Regions from separate parts of the Mus musculus genome. Here regions 2, 3, 4 and 5 are each linked to region 1. A link is a contact called in public HiChIP or PLAC-seq data. All regions are on one chromosome and are shown on one strand. The core of a region is the stretch at or near the end of the contact, and the rest is flanking DNA. Distances in the headings are between cores, read along the strand shown. Region 1 overlaps Ptprn2 (protein tyrosine phosphatase, receptor type, N polypeptide 2). Region 2 overlaps Ptprn2 (protein tyrosine phosphatase, receptor type, N polypeptide 2). Region 3 overlaps Ptprn2 (protein tyrosine phosphatase, receptor type, N polypeptide 2). Region 4 overlaps Ptprn2 (protein tyrosine phosphatase, receptor type, N polypeptide 2). Region 5 overlaps Ptprn2 (protein tyrosine phosphatase, receptor type, N polypeptide 2).

Region 1 (2,567 bases), core at 23-2,522:
CTGTACTGTGACTTCATGAGGGAGTATAGAGGGTGAGAGAGGGGACAGACTGCCCTCCTCCTTCACTCTCAAATCAAGTTTGGCAAATCCAAGGAGAAAACTTTGAAAAGTTTATTTTTACCTGGTAGGCTTCAGTGGCATCTGCACTGGGGTCAGCGCCTAGTCCAGACAACTTGTCCTTCAGCTTGTAGTGTGAGTTGTGGCGGAGGCAGTAGGCAAGGCTGGAAGCCAGGAGAACCCCCAGGATGCAGGCAATGGAGAGGAAGGTGAGCAAAATGAACTTGGTAGAGTCCTCTTGCTCTTCCTGATGCGGCAGGAGTTTGAGCTTTCCCTTCTGCAGGAGGAGGAGAAGAGGGAGGAGAACAGGTTACTACTCAGGGGACCTTGACTCCAGCAGCACACCCCCTCCAGACTTAGTGCAGCCTCAACATGAGGGGGCTGTGCAGGGACACACGTGCAAAGAAGTTCCAACACCATACCTCCAGACCGAATTTCTATTAAGCAGAAGTCAAGAGTAACCCCAATAGTGGCTGTTCTTCAAACTTAATAATGTAAAGTATTTGGTACCCAACTTGCTGCTTTAAGTAAAACGAAGTGTACATCATTCCTAATCAGATACAGATTTTGTCCAGAGCATGTAATCCAGCACATGCTTGGCAGGAGGTGGGTAAAATATTAACAGAACTAAATAGTCCCCAGTATCAGTAGAATGCACTGGCCAGAGTCATCATAGCTCTGGGACATGGCTTCTTCTCTAGAAGACATTCTGTGGGTTAATGCAACCAGCTCTAGTCACTCTCTATAAGCACAGACTCCAACTACTGGTACCTGAGTATTGTTCCTTCAAAGGGGACAAGGTCTTTGGAAATAGATGATTGGGAAGTTCACTTTGCATCTTGGGGGAATAGGTGAGAAAATCCTCTCTGTCACTCAAATCCAGGGCAGATAGCCAGACAGCGCCCCCCTCATTAGCTTTATTAGGAGGTGTATTAGCAACAATTAAACACGCCACAGGAAAATGGAAGGGCCGCAGGCAAATCGCCCACGACTCCCGGCCAGCAACCCCCACAATTACTCGGGAAATGAATGGAAGAGCACGCCCCTGCCTCCGTCCTGGTTGCTACAAGAGGAGAACAATTAGCAAACTCCTTTCCGCCACCTAATTTCGCGTGGTAACAAAATGGATTTTTCCCCATGAATGCCTGGCCGGCCTATTCATTATCTCTCTTCTATTAGTAATTTTCTGCTCCGCTTTCAGCCTCCCAACTCTTCGTTTCCTCCAGTCTCTGAGTGTACACAGTGTCTCTTATGTCAGGCCGGGCCCATTTTTATCTTGTAATCATAAAGGCCACCAAAGCAATTATCGCTAGTCTTGACTGGAAAAGCTGGTCATTAATTAGCCTGCTTTTGCCTTCGGTGCGCGGATTAGCGGGCGCTGGGACCGAGTTAATGGAAACGCGGGTTAAATGAGAAAAGACGCCGGGATTTCCTGCCTGGATGCGCGGCTTGGTTCTGCTTGGCTCTGGACCCAGGAGGTTCCTGGACTTCAGTAATGGATGGAAGAGAGGAAGGGAGGGGGCTCCAAGGCCTGGCAGAGGGGACCTTTGGGAGGGGAGCAGGAGACCCGGAGCAGGAACGTGGACACCTCTCCCAGGACTGAGTGGGCGACACCCTTGGCTGCTGCGAGCCAGCAGCATAGAAGATCCTGCACAGGGGAAAGCTGTGGAACCCTTCCCTTCCTCCTCTTGGCTTCCTCCCGGGTCCCCTCCTCTTTTCACTCCCGCCCACCCCACAGGAGAGCTTCTAGAAAGAAGTCATTCCAGAGTCTCCCGCCCCTCCCCCCAAGTCAGCGAAGTCCCCATCTCAGTTTCTAAGCTACACTTCTTTGCCCCAGCACGGGCAGGAGCATAAACCACACAAATAACCCTTTCGGCCAGGGTCTCGGTGGCCCAAATGGCTGTCCTCACATGACTGGATGTAGTTCGCACAAGAACAAACCCTTTTCCTTAAGTTCCTGGCCAGTGGACCTCCGCACCATTCGCAAAACGGAGCTGTTCACTCCCCAGGGTTCAGTGTGGTCCCAGGTATGCCAGGGCGGGAGCTGGTCACACTCTGCCGGATCCATGGCTGCTTTCCCACCGCCCTTGCCTGTCTAGCCTCTTCTCAGCAGACCACAACAAAGGCAGTGGTGGGATGGCAATGGCAAGGACACCTTACCCATCTCCTGAGCTGAGGGTCCCTGAACCAAGGCCCAGCGTAGGCTTTGGGCGGACCTGCACGCCACGTGGCGCTGGAAAAGGACCTCCTTAACCTGGCTTCAGGCACGAAATTCCTCGGCTTCAGGTTCTCAGATAACTCTAAGTTACCAGCCATGCTGGGCCATGGTATATGACAGCCCATCAGTACACTCTGCACTGTACCCGCGCTTCCACAGGGCTGGGAGCACCAAGCGATCAATGGTCCGTAGTATGAACTCCGCCTGACTGACAGCACTGCCAGGTGACAGACACTGGGCACTCTGGAGCCACAGGAAGAGGCAGGTGATGTTCCTACAAGTGAACGGCGTG
Region 2 (2,567 bases), core at 23-2,522, 500 kb after region 1:
GGGCAGCCATCAGCATTACTGAGGTCTTGGACATAGAGACGAGCTAGGAAAGATGCTGATGCTCTGAAAGACAAAGACTCACTTTGGACATCATGGCAAAATAAACAGGACTGTCAGTATGGGGGGAGCTGGGATGGTAGGGATTTATCAGTAACTCCAGCATTGTCTGGACCAGGAAAGGTTCCAATTAGACCTAGAAACCAACGTAGTCCCCAACACAACAAAGGGCCTTCTATTGCCTTTGTCAGCCGACCTTGTAAAAATGACCATTTCTCCTGGATATTCAGAGTGCTCAGTAGGCACACATGTATTTGAAGGCACCCCACCCAATGCTTTTTCTCAAACCCTGCTCTGCCTAGAACAGTGCCCAGTACTCTATCACGCCCAGTGCCCTAACTAGAGTGGAGCCATGTAAAACCCACACCCACAACTCCATCCAGAGCCCTGACCAGCACTGCCCATGTCCAATGAGGGTGAGCATGGGTATCTGAGGAAACTCAGCTCTGCACATAGTATGATCTGCTCACAAAGTGACATTACAAAACCGCAGTGAAGGCTGACTTCCAAGTGTCCCCTGCAAATAGGACACCCTATCCTTATAGCCATCACTATCACAAAGTCTTCTCTGTGACTTTGAGGTCCTCATCCCAGCTGGTAGGATTTGGGTAGTAATTTTCCCCCCCACTAAGGACAAAAGGATAATAAGAGCAGGTGGCAGAGGTAGGGATCTGGATCTTTTGCTTTCCAGATGAGCATCTGCCTCCCTCTGTGTGTCCTTCCCCCTTCCCCCTCCCCCCTTCCCCTCCCCCCTCCCCCCTTCCCCTCCCCCCTTCCCCAACAGCCCAGCTACAACCAAAATGAGCCTGCAGAGTGCATGTCTGTAAACATAGAGTACCTGTGGGCCCCAAGCTCCATGAAGAAGGGAAATCTTTAGAGAAGCCCCCATCCCTGAGGATATCTTATCAAACCCATTGATTCTGGCCGCAAAAGGCAGAAGGACAGAACAGCCAAGGGGAAAAAACCTGAAAACATCGGGTTGCACAGGGTGTGAGCCCCGCTTTCCCCTGCTCCCCAGGTTTTGTTTTTTTCTCCTTTTCAGTCAAAAGCCTAAGTTTGAAAATCCTGCAAACACCTAGGAAACTTAAACACCGTGGTTATAAATTTAAAAAGGTCAAGTGTACTTAACATGCTCGCCAATTAACACCATGAAGAGAGCTGAAGTTCAGCCAGGTTCCCGTGGGTGTGGAGACTGTCTCTACAAGAGCTGCCTGGCAGAACCACCCCTGACTTCAGCTCCACATAAATGATGCAGAAATGGCTCCCAGTGTGAGAGCTGACATTTAGAGCATGAATCCGAGGCTGAAAGAGCTTCCCTCAGACAACAGAAAGGCCCCTGCTCCACCCAGCGCCCCGCTGAGCCTCTGACCTCGCTGGATTTCCTGCTCAAGAAGCCTTGCACCTGGCAACAGAAATTCTTTGGGGGGGCATAATTTTCAACAGATAAGATTTCTTGTTTTTTTTCAAACCAATTTCTCATGGCTGGTTGGTGCTTCTTCCAAATGCTGTGGTTACTCTATGTTCGTCAAAGCTGAATTAACTAGTGCTTAGGAGGATGGGAGTCTGATGGTTGACAGAGCAGGCTGACCTGAGCCAGCTCTTCACCTTGCAAGTTTCTCCCACAAAGTAGCTGGGAGGCACAACATTAGTTCTCAGCTCTTACTCCCTCTCCTCCCCCACCTGCCCAACCTCAAACCACACCCTAATCTAGCTGCAGGGATTGTTACTCTCCTCCTTCTCCCTCCCTCAAGTCTCTGCCATCAGCCTGGGGTCCCTCTTTGGGGACCCAGCTTCCAGCAGCCTCAAGTGCCTTATAGGAAGCCATACCTCTGCACCCAAAGATTCCTTATGGGCATCAGACTCCCTATGCCCAAGCCCCTCATGAGGAGTAGGTCACTCCCTGTATTCCCACATACTTAATGGGGAGCTTGTCCTCTGCACACTGAGACCCTCATGCAGAGCTGATCCATATGTCCGGGCCCCTGATTGGGAGCTGACTCTCCATTTCCCTGGTCCCATGTGAGAAGTTAATTCCCTATACAACCAGGCCCTTCCTGGGGAGCTAGCTCCCTGAGACCAGGGGCCCCTTAAGTGCTCCTTGCCATGCTTTGAGACAACTGGTGATGCCTAGGCAAGAAGAGGTAAATGGACAGTCTTCCTTTCTCAGAACTGGATGGTACTCATCTCAGTCTTGGAGCTCCACTACAACAGTTCTAACCACAGACTGTGATAGTGCACATAGGACAATGACAGTGCACACAAGGTCAGTGACTGTGCACACAAGGTCAGTGACAGTGCACACAAAGTCAGTGACGGTGCATACAAGAACAGTGACAGTGCACACAAGGTCAGTGACAGTGCACACAAGAACAGTGACAGTGCACACAAAGTCAGTGACTGTGCACACAAGGTCAGTGACAGTGCACACAAGGTCAGTGACAGTGCACACAAGGTCAGTGATGGTGCACACCAGGTCAGTGACAGTGCACACAAGAACAGTGACAGTGCAC
Region 3 (2,567 bases), core at 43-2,542, 390 kb after region 1:
CTTAATCTGCAAAGTGAGAGTGACCACAACCCACAAGGAGGCCCTTATGGAGGAGTCAGGGAGGGGGGTCAAGCATCAGGTCAATGGGATCAGGAAAAATAAAGACAGGCCAGCAAGATGGTGCAACAGATAAAAAGTACTTGGGGCATAAGCCCTAAGACTTGAGTTTAATCCCAAGAGCTCATATAAAGAAGGAATAAGAGAACTGATTATACAATGTAGTCCTCTGACCTCCCACAAGCACAGTGTGGTATATCCACACTTGCACAATGCCACACTACTACTACTACTACTACTACTACTACTAATAATAATAATAATAATAATAATAATAGTAATAGTAATAATCTTAAGCAGTAAATAGAATAAGCCCCAAATAGGTAACATCAATCATGATACCCTGGCGTGTAGATTTTGAGGTGTCTGACCACACCTACAGCTCTATTCTACCAAATTCCAAATACCAGAAAGGATCATGATCCCAGACCAGGATAAAGTAGATGAGTAAGGAGAGCTTCCATACTCCTGCTTTTCAACAGAGAACCCATAGGGATGATTCAAGCTGTGATGTGTGGGTGTCTGATTCCACACAGCCCTGCTTTCTAGGGAACTGGGGCTTCCTTGATGCTGGAGGACTATTCCTGATGTGTTGTCCCTACACAACACTGTAGATACCCTCCACTCAGCCCTCACTACTGTGTCTGCAGGCACTGTCAGTCTTCAGGTTGATGTAGCAAACGCCACACCCTGTGCCATAGTGGTACGTCTGTTTTGATATCTGCTTCCTCTTCTTTTTTTTTTTTTCATACAAGACTGAAATTTTCTTCTACTACCTTTTTTTTTTTAAGTTTCTTTTATTACTTATTTGTGCACGAATTTGGTGCACCTGCATTTGAGTGCACACCTTGGTCAGAAGAAGGTTCTGATTCCCTGGAGCTGAAGACACAGGTGGGTGATGGGAACTGACTGTGGTCTTCTGCAAGAGCAGCATGAACTCCACCATTCCTTTACTTCTTAAATTACATCTTTCCCATGTCAGGCATAAGGCAAGCATCATAAGAAAGCCAATACACATTGGCATCACAAAGTCTTATTGTACCTCCTCCTGAGTGTCGTGTGGGTTCAAACTGGGCCAAAGTAAACCCTCCTGCCATTAATTTCTTCTTGTCAGGTATTTGGCCAATAACTTCCCACTGGTGACCATAGAGAGAGAAACAGAACCTCAATGACAGCCACAAATACTCAAGTTTGGAGCCACAGAGAACAGTGTTTGAGCGTTCTAAAGTTAAAAGCAAACAGTAACAGAATTCTGGCATGAGAAGGTGGAGTAATTTTTTTTGTTGTTGTTGTTCCCAAAGTTCATGTTATCTGAAAAAAAAAGAAAGCAATTTTCACAGTCATCTCAATAAAAGCCTGAAAAGACAGAACCAAGAAAAACCAGGTCTTGTGCTCTGTGCTGGACCCTTCAAGGTTTGTTTCTTGTCCCCTTCAAAGCTCTCCTGTGGTTTCTGCCTCATTCTTTGGGAAGGTGATCCTCCAGTTCTCTGGTAACGTCACCTGCATGCCTGTGCAGGGCTGGGCAAGGGACAGCTTCAGTCAGTGCCACACCTGAATGAAGTAAAGGTGCCACTGTCCCACCACTAACAGAGTGGACCGGTGCCCCTGCAAGCTCTCGGGGAGGTCCTAACACCTGCTCACTCTTTGCTTCTGCGAGCTCTGGGGGAGGTCCTACTGCCTGCTCACTCTTTGCTTCTTCCTTGTGCCTACAGCACAGATTGACCCTTTGTCCTCAAACATTGCCTTTGCTCTGGTTAAGTGTGTACAAAGAGGACTGGCTGTCCTTTCCCCCTTCCTTCTCGTAACCATTTGCCTGATGACGTGTTGGCAGCTACAATCACTGTTTCCACTCAGGGGCCCAAATCAAAGCAAGCTGAAAAGGTCAAGGCTTGCCACACACTGGAGCACCAGCTGCCTACACAAAGGAACCAACCAGGAGGTGGTCCCACCAGCATCCTGGGCTCGGGGGCGGACCCATGCAATTCACTAAACAGGGCTGCTTAATAAAACTGGCTTTGGGGAATGAACTACAGCCAATATGCACCCAAGCTTGTCTTTTGCTGCCAGAGAGCCTGAACTGCATGATTGGGGCTCTCTGCCATTGGCTCTTTGGGTATAGGGGGACATGAAGGAGAGAACACTCACACTCACTGACACCCCAGCAACGTCATCTGCATGTCTGTGCAGGGCTAGGCAAAAGACAGTTTCAGTAAAATTACTAATTTCCTAGGGAAACAGGCATATCCCCAGATAAACCCACGTCCTGTCTTTCCTGAAGAATTTACTTAGAATAGTCACTTGCTGATAGAGAGAGCAGCCCTCACTAGGAGTAAACCTCCCTTCCTGGCACAAAGAGGACCAGCTGCACTTACCATTCACACAAGCTACACAGAGTGGCTCTGAGTAGGGAAGACCTCTGTGGCACAGCCCCTTGCCTGGAATGGCTGAACCCTAGATTCCTGCAAGTCAGGATTCGTAGAGCCAAGCAGTCAAGGAGCACATACAGAAGA
Region 4 (2,567 bases), core at 25-2,524, 340 kb after region 1:
GAAAGATCACGACTTTCTGAATTAATCCTGCTCATTGCAATGTTGTTAACACAATTTGCTAGTAAGAAACCAGAATTCTTGACCTTACTTTGCAAGACTATGGCTCTGAAGGTGCAGAGCTCTTCTGGGGTCTCAGGGACAAGTACAAAAAAGACCCACAGTGTGCCTCTCAGTGTCCAAGGCACCACATTTCAGGGTTACTCCACTGTATAAAGATGCCTTGCATCTCTTTCTCTTGGGTATCCTCTTCCTCATGGGTATCCATTCTACACCCAAAAGGTGGGAGTTGCTTCCCTATGCTAATAGTAGCCAAACTTAATGATACAGCTACGTCCGGGAATAAGAAGAGGCAAGTCATGCCCACACATACCTGGCTGGGCCGGACGCTTCCCCATGCCATAGGTAGGCCTTGGGGAGGTTTGCAAGCTCCTGGGCAATCACACGCTGGGTATAGTCATCTTGCCACGTGAAACCTGTAGGGAAAGGAGTAAAACCTGAGGCATGAATTTGCAAATGTGGCTAAACTCTTACTCCAGACTCCTACAGGTCCCTGTTCTTCCAGAAAACCATGGGGGCCTTGTGAGGTTGAGTAAGATCTCCTTTATCTTTCTTAAATCTCCAGACACAAGTGATAGTCAGTGCTTTGCTCTGTTGCTTTAAAAATAGGTGCAACGGGTGTTGGCTGTGGCTGGGAGACAAAGGAAACAGAAACTGAGAGAGGCTTTTGTCTAACACAGAAGATGGACCTTGTCTACCTGGGTAGGTTCACCGGCAGCAAAGAGGCCCCCAACAACAACATGCATGTCGTTGCCCAGCCTACTTGCCATACTGCCTTGCTCGGCACACCCACTGTTGTGCTGACCTAGTTGCCATACCACATTGGAACAATGTTTTCCCTAACCCATCCTGCCTGAGAGCCCAGCGTTTGGCTGGATAGGGTTACACTCTTGTGAAGCAGTTACTGTGGATTTAATGTACTAAATCTCAGAGCCAATTACATTATATTTACACTCAAATGTTGTGACAAAGAGCTTTATAACAAGGGGAAGCAGTTATGAAGGCAAAAATCCATGCAATTGTGCATTAATTACATGCACTGTGGATCACATGATAATTATTCTCAGAATTACCAAATAACTCCCAAGAATAATTATTATGCAATTTGTACATTTTAGATCTTACGGTAACGCTTTCACACTTAGAGCTACCCCATGCAATTATCCATAATTATCTAATCACTAAGCATCACATAATTACAGAGGTATATTTTTATGCTCTGTGCAAAAAACAAGTTACAAAGCCTTCAAGTCAGGACAGCTCTGTGTATGTATGCGTTTGCATACATGTGACTGTGTATGTATATGTGTTCATATGTGATGATCATGCATATGAGTGTATATGTGTATGCATGGGAAGGTATATTTGTGTATGTGTGCATATTTGTGTGCACATATGAATGTGTGACTAGTATGGTAATAAAGCCTAGAGCATATACTCTGGATGAAATTTAAAGTATAGAGAAGTGGTTTTCATGAACATATTTAAACATTTTAATGCAAATATGAATTGTTAAAGCTTACAGATGGCAAGAATCAAATGGCTGGCACATCCTAAGTCCCCAGAGGCCCAATGGTGAAAATGCCAGGAGGACTCCGGTTTCAGCCCTAGGTCCTTCAGAGCATCTCTCTGTGGAAGGAAAGTCACTGCAGGGAATTTGGACCAATCTATGTAGCTTGCAATGCTTGGTAGTGAAGGCATCAGAAAAGCAGGTTCTTGGCCAGGCATGCTTCTGAGCCCCCCCTCTGTCCATTCCCAGGGGAATTCTCAATGGAAAGCACTTTGCAATATTAGCCCAACAGCTAGCATTTTGGGTTTAAAAAATACACATATTTTAAACATGCTATTCCCCAAGGACAGTCTTACGATTAATATTTATCAGGCAACAGAAACTTGAGACCATAAAGGAACTTTGCATGAAAAAAATGTCATTAAACATGGCATCTTCTGGGCTGGGGAGATGACTTTGTTGGTAAAGTGCACAGCTTGCATATTCAAGGGTCTGTTTGATCTACAGAACCCACATTTAAAAAGCTGAGCATGAGAGCACATGCTTGGAACCCCAGAATTAAGGAGGTGGAAACAGGGATTCTTGGGGCTCACTGGTCGGTCTAACAGTCAGGTTTTAGGCCAATGAGAGACTCCATCTTTAAAAACAGCAGAGGTTGCTCCTGAGAAACAGCACCAAAGGTTGTCCTCTGGCTTCCTATGCACACACATGCACAACATGGACACCTACACATACAGACCCGTAAGTCCATGCACACACTCTCAAGCACACATGTTTTGGGTCTAAAGAGCACACTACTTGGACACAGTACTGCATGTGCTGAGCTCTGTGGCAGGGCTTCAGGAGCATGATGGCCAGGGTGCAGTCAGCTACACAGGCAGTCTGAAAGGGATCCGGACTCCAGCCCAGACTTCTAAGCTTTCATTTGAGCAGAAAGTATTTATATATTGGAAAGAAAATTGACTTAGCATCACGCTGAACTACCAAAGAAACAAAGTAC
Region 5 (2,567 bases), core at 25-2,524, 320 kb after region 1:
ATTTCATCCACTCTCCCAATATGTAGGATGTCAATCAGCCTCACATTGTCAGTCTAAGTTGTTCAAATCTTCCATCTCACCCATCCCCCTCTTTCTCACATCTTCTCCAAGCTGCCCTGATATGAGTGCCTGTATTGTGTTCGCAAAGGTTGTGATTCTGGTTGGGTTTCTCTGGTCCTCTGAAGAGGTTCCTGCTCATCTTTACAGCTAGCTCTTGACCAGCCTTGACATATAACAGATGATCCCAAAAGTCCCCATGGAGCTCCTTGCCCTACTAGGGGGTTTACCTGTTGCTCCAACTTGTAGAGTCCCAAATCCTTAGGACTCTGCATCTTCAACTTTAGGGAGTTTCTTGGAAACAGCAGAGCAGCCTCTCATCTAATTATCCATGCTATGGGTGGTTGTGGAGGTCCCTAAACCACAAATATGTTCTAGCTGCCCTATCACTCAGGATACCCCCAGTCTACCTTCCAATCCTGCTGCATGTCCTTCACGTTGCATATTTATCTCCATTACTGTACTACTGTATTATATTTACTCCATTTCAACTACACTTTTGTTGTTTCTTTTATTAAATATGACTGAAAAATTTGAAGGGCAGGTGCAGTTTCATATCTTTCCAATCTCAGAGCCCATTATAGTTGCTTTATATTAATTATGTTCTCAAATACTCCTGAAAGTAAATTAATTAATGGTATCAGCAAGCAATGAATTTCAGCTTGGCCCTCTTCAGTGGCATGTGGAATGGGGATGTAATTGTGCTCTGTGGGTAAAACTAGAGCATGTTAATGTTATGCAAAGCACCTGAAAGGACTCTGAGCCAGTGCTACTCTGGACAATAAAGCAAGAAGGTAGGCACCCCACTAACAACACAGGGACAGTGGTAGAGTGGATTTAGTTATACGTGCTCAAAGCATGTATCAGAGTGGCTCCTGGCCATGCCTGTTTAGGAGGAGCACGGAAGTTCTACTCCCCATGGTTTCTGTTATGAGGTAATCAGTCCAACAGTCTCAAAGAGAATAAATCAAAATTCTGTCTATGCAGGAGTCAGATTCTCCAGGATAGATATACAGGAAAAAAAAAAAAAACATGATTTGTAAACAATTCACTAGAAATTGGATGCATGTTGAAACACCACCAGTGGCTACAGTTTAAATTGCTACAGAGATAGCCTGTCACCCGATGGGAGGGGTAGGAGAAGCCCCTAGTTCCAGGCTGGCTGCGGAGCCCTGCGGCAGCTTGGATTGCTGCTGCACTTCTGTGCTTTGTGCAGACGATGCTCATTAGAAATGTGACTCAGCTCTCTCCTCATTTAAGCACTCAACAGAAAATAATGAGTTCTGGGCTTTCACACTTTAAAAAAAAATATGAAGAAACATCTATCTGAATACAGAAGAAAAAAGAATGTGTAAGCCAGAAGTGCCCCCCAGCGCTCGGCCTCTGAATAACTCACAGCCATTGCTCTGAAATGGCCACCCTGTTGGATGATTATAATGACCATTAGTTCACACTGGGCAGCTTTTGAAGGGAAATAACAGCTGTGGGTAAAACGACTGGGCTACAGGCATCTACTGGCACTGTTGTGGCTACCTGTGGTGTGAGATCATCCTTCTGAGTGGTGGTCTCAAGGAACCCAGGAGCCAACATAGTGTGAGTGGTACTGGTGTCATGGTACTCTGACCGCACCCTGCCAGCTCCCCTTGCCAACTGCTCTTTCTGGGCTGTGGGGGACATGAGCACTTGCCACTGCTTCTCCTCTCTATGGGTCCTGAGCCCACAGAATCATCTAGAAAAATATGCCAGCCCCTTGTGGACATCTGCCAAGAGAAGCCCTCGTTCTAGCAGAGCAAATGGTGTTGTCATTCTACATGAGGAAGGCTTCAAGTGCCTTCAGGGAGTCAGCTGCTGGTGCTGGGATCACAGCATAGGTGTATGCTATGTATGTATGATAGGTATATTAGGACAGAGGAAGCTCAGGACTGAGGAAGCCTTGGTGCGGGTTCGGGGAAAATCTCCAGATGTGGGTGCTTAGCAGCATACTACAGTCTTAGAAAACACAGCCCAATGAAGTAACATTGTGGACATTCATTAGAAAGAGCTGTTGAGCCTACAAAAAGCCTACCACGCACACCAGGGAGTCCAGCTTGCCCACCATCCCCACTCTCACCCTTAGAGATGAGCTGGTTCTCAGGCTCAAAAACACTGACTTCTGGAATCCAGAACCCTTTGGCACATCGTAGTGACCATAATTTGACACCTTAGACGCCCACTGAAAAATGTGACTTGGCTCCAAAACAAGCTTACTCTAACATCCTGACTGAATGAGCCAGGAACATTCATTTCACTAACAGCTGTACTCGTTATAACCTTCATAATCTGAGAAGCTTTTGCCTCCAAACGAGAAGTCCTATCAGTTTCTTACTTTGTACCTTGGACCTAGCAGGCAAGTCTGGTCCTGAATAGCATGGTGATTGCCATGTGCCTAAGCCTGCCTTCAACAGACAGACAGTTGTCTAGAGCCCAAGCCTGAAAGCCTTACTGTTTTGGACACCATGTCATCTTGATAC

What was found. HiChIP or PLAC-seq counts read pairs in DNA pulled down with a chosen protein or histone mark.
Region 2: an H3K4me3 HiChIP or PLAC-seq map of forebrain shows a contact between it and region 1, with 7 times the contacts expected there. The contact joins two enhancer-like sites. A contact is called at or near these places in 1 of 484 Hi-C or Micro-C datasets (ventral hippocampal neurons), 9 of 115 datasets of contacts at active chromatin or transcription factors (embryonic basal ganglia, embryonic forebrain, embryonic hindbrain and 5 more) and 1 of 9 other capture datasets (embryonic stem cells).
Region 3: an H3K4me3 HiChIP or PLAC-seq map of forebrain shows a contact between it and region 1, with 3 times the contacts expected there. The contact joins two enhancer-like sites. A contact is called at or near these places in 3 of 115 datasets of contacts at active chromatin or transcription factors (embryonic forebrain, embryonic hindbrain and forebrain).
Region 4: an H3K4me3 HiChIP or PLAC-seq map of embryonic basal ganglia shows a contact between it and region 1, with 2.6 times the contacts expected there. The contact joins two enhancer-like sites. A contact is called at or near these places in 1 of 484 Hi-C or Micro-C datasets (cerebral cortex) and 7 of 115 datasets of contacts at active chromatin or transcription factors (embryonic basal ganglia, embryonic forebrain, embryonic hindbrain and 4 more).
Region 5: an H3K4me3 HiChIP or PLAC-seq map of forebrain shows a contact between it and region 1, with 4 times the contacts expected there. The contact joins two enhancer-like sites. A contact is called at or near these places in 2 of 484 Hi-C or Micro-C datasets (cerebral cortex and cortical neurons) and 7 of 115 datasets of contacts at active chromatin or transcription factors (embryonic basal ganglia, embryonic forebrain, embryonic hindbrain and 4 more).

What each region holds. Positions count from the first base shown.
Region 1 is chr12:117,159,361-117,161,927 of GRCm38.p6, reverse strand. Ptprn2 (protein tyrosine phosphatase, receptor type, N polypeptide 2) reads right to left here. Exons shown (of 23, transcript NM_011215.2): 13 at 122-334. Among named protein-coding and RNA genes, the nearest start is that of Gm10421, 9.4 kb to the right of the region's middle. Within about 2 kb of position 1,272, at least 25 of the 459 cell types and tissues checked have an H3K27ac peak or open chromatin away from gene starts, as enhancers often do. A contact at or near this core is called in embryonic basal ganglia and forebrain, where this site is marked.
Region 2 is chr12:116,659,051-116,661,617 of GRCm38.p6, reverse strand. The region is part of intron 2 of Ptprn2 (protein tyrosine phosphatase, receptor type, N polypeptide 2); the gene reads right to left. Among named protein-coding and RNA genes, the nearest start is that of Gm31336, 97 kb to the left of the region's middle. Within about 2 kb of position 1,272, at least 33 of the 459 cell types and tissues checked have an H3K27ac peak or open chromatin away from gene starts, as enhancers often do. A contact at or near this core is called in forebrain, where this site is marked.
Region 3 is chr12:116,771,571-116,774,137 of GRCm38.p6, reverse strand. All of the region lies in intron 3 of Ptprn2 (protein tyrosine phosphatase, receptor type, N polypeptide 2), which reads right to left. Among named protein-coding and RNA genes, the nearest start is that of Gm31336, 16 kb to the right of the region's middle. Within about 2 kb of position 1,292, at least 29 of the 459 cell types and tissues checked have an H3K27ac peak or open chromatin away from gene starts, as enhancers often do. A contact at or near this core is called in forebrain, where this site is marked.
Region 4 is chr12:116,822,223-116,824,789 of GRCm38.p6, reverse strand. Ptprn2 (protein tyrosine phosphatase, receptor type, N polypeptide 2) reads right to left here. Exons shown (of 23, transcript NM_011215.2): 4 at 371-473. Among named protein-coding and RNA genes, the nearest start is that of Gm31336, 66 kb to the right of the region's middle. Within about 2 kb of position 1,274, at least 4 of the 459 cell types and tissues checked have an H3K27ac peak or open chromatin away from gene starts, as enhancers often do. A contact at or near this core is called in embryonic basal ganglia, where this site is marked.
Region 5 is chr12:116,841,873-116,844,439 of GRCm38.p6, reverse strand. All of the region lies in intron 5 of Ptprn2 (protein tyrosine phosphatase, receptor type, N polypeptide 2), which reads right to left. Among named protein-coding and RNA genes, the nearest start is that of Gm31336, 86 kb to the right of the region's middle. Within about 2 kb of position 1,274, at least 26 of the 459 cell types and tissues checked have an H3K27ac peak or open chromatin away from gene starts, as enhancers often do. A contact at or near this core is called in forebrain, where this site is marked.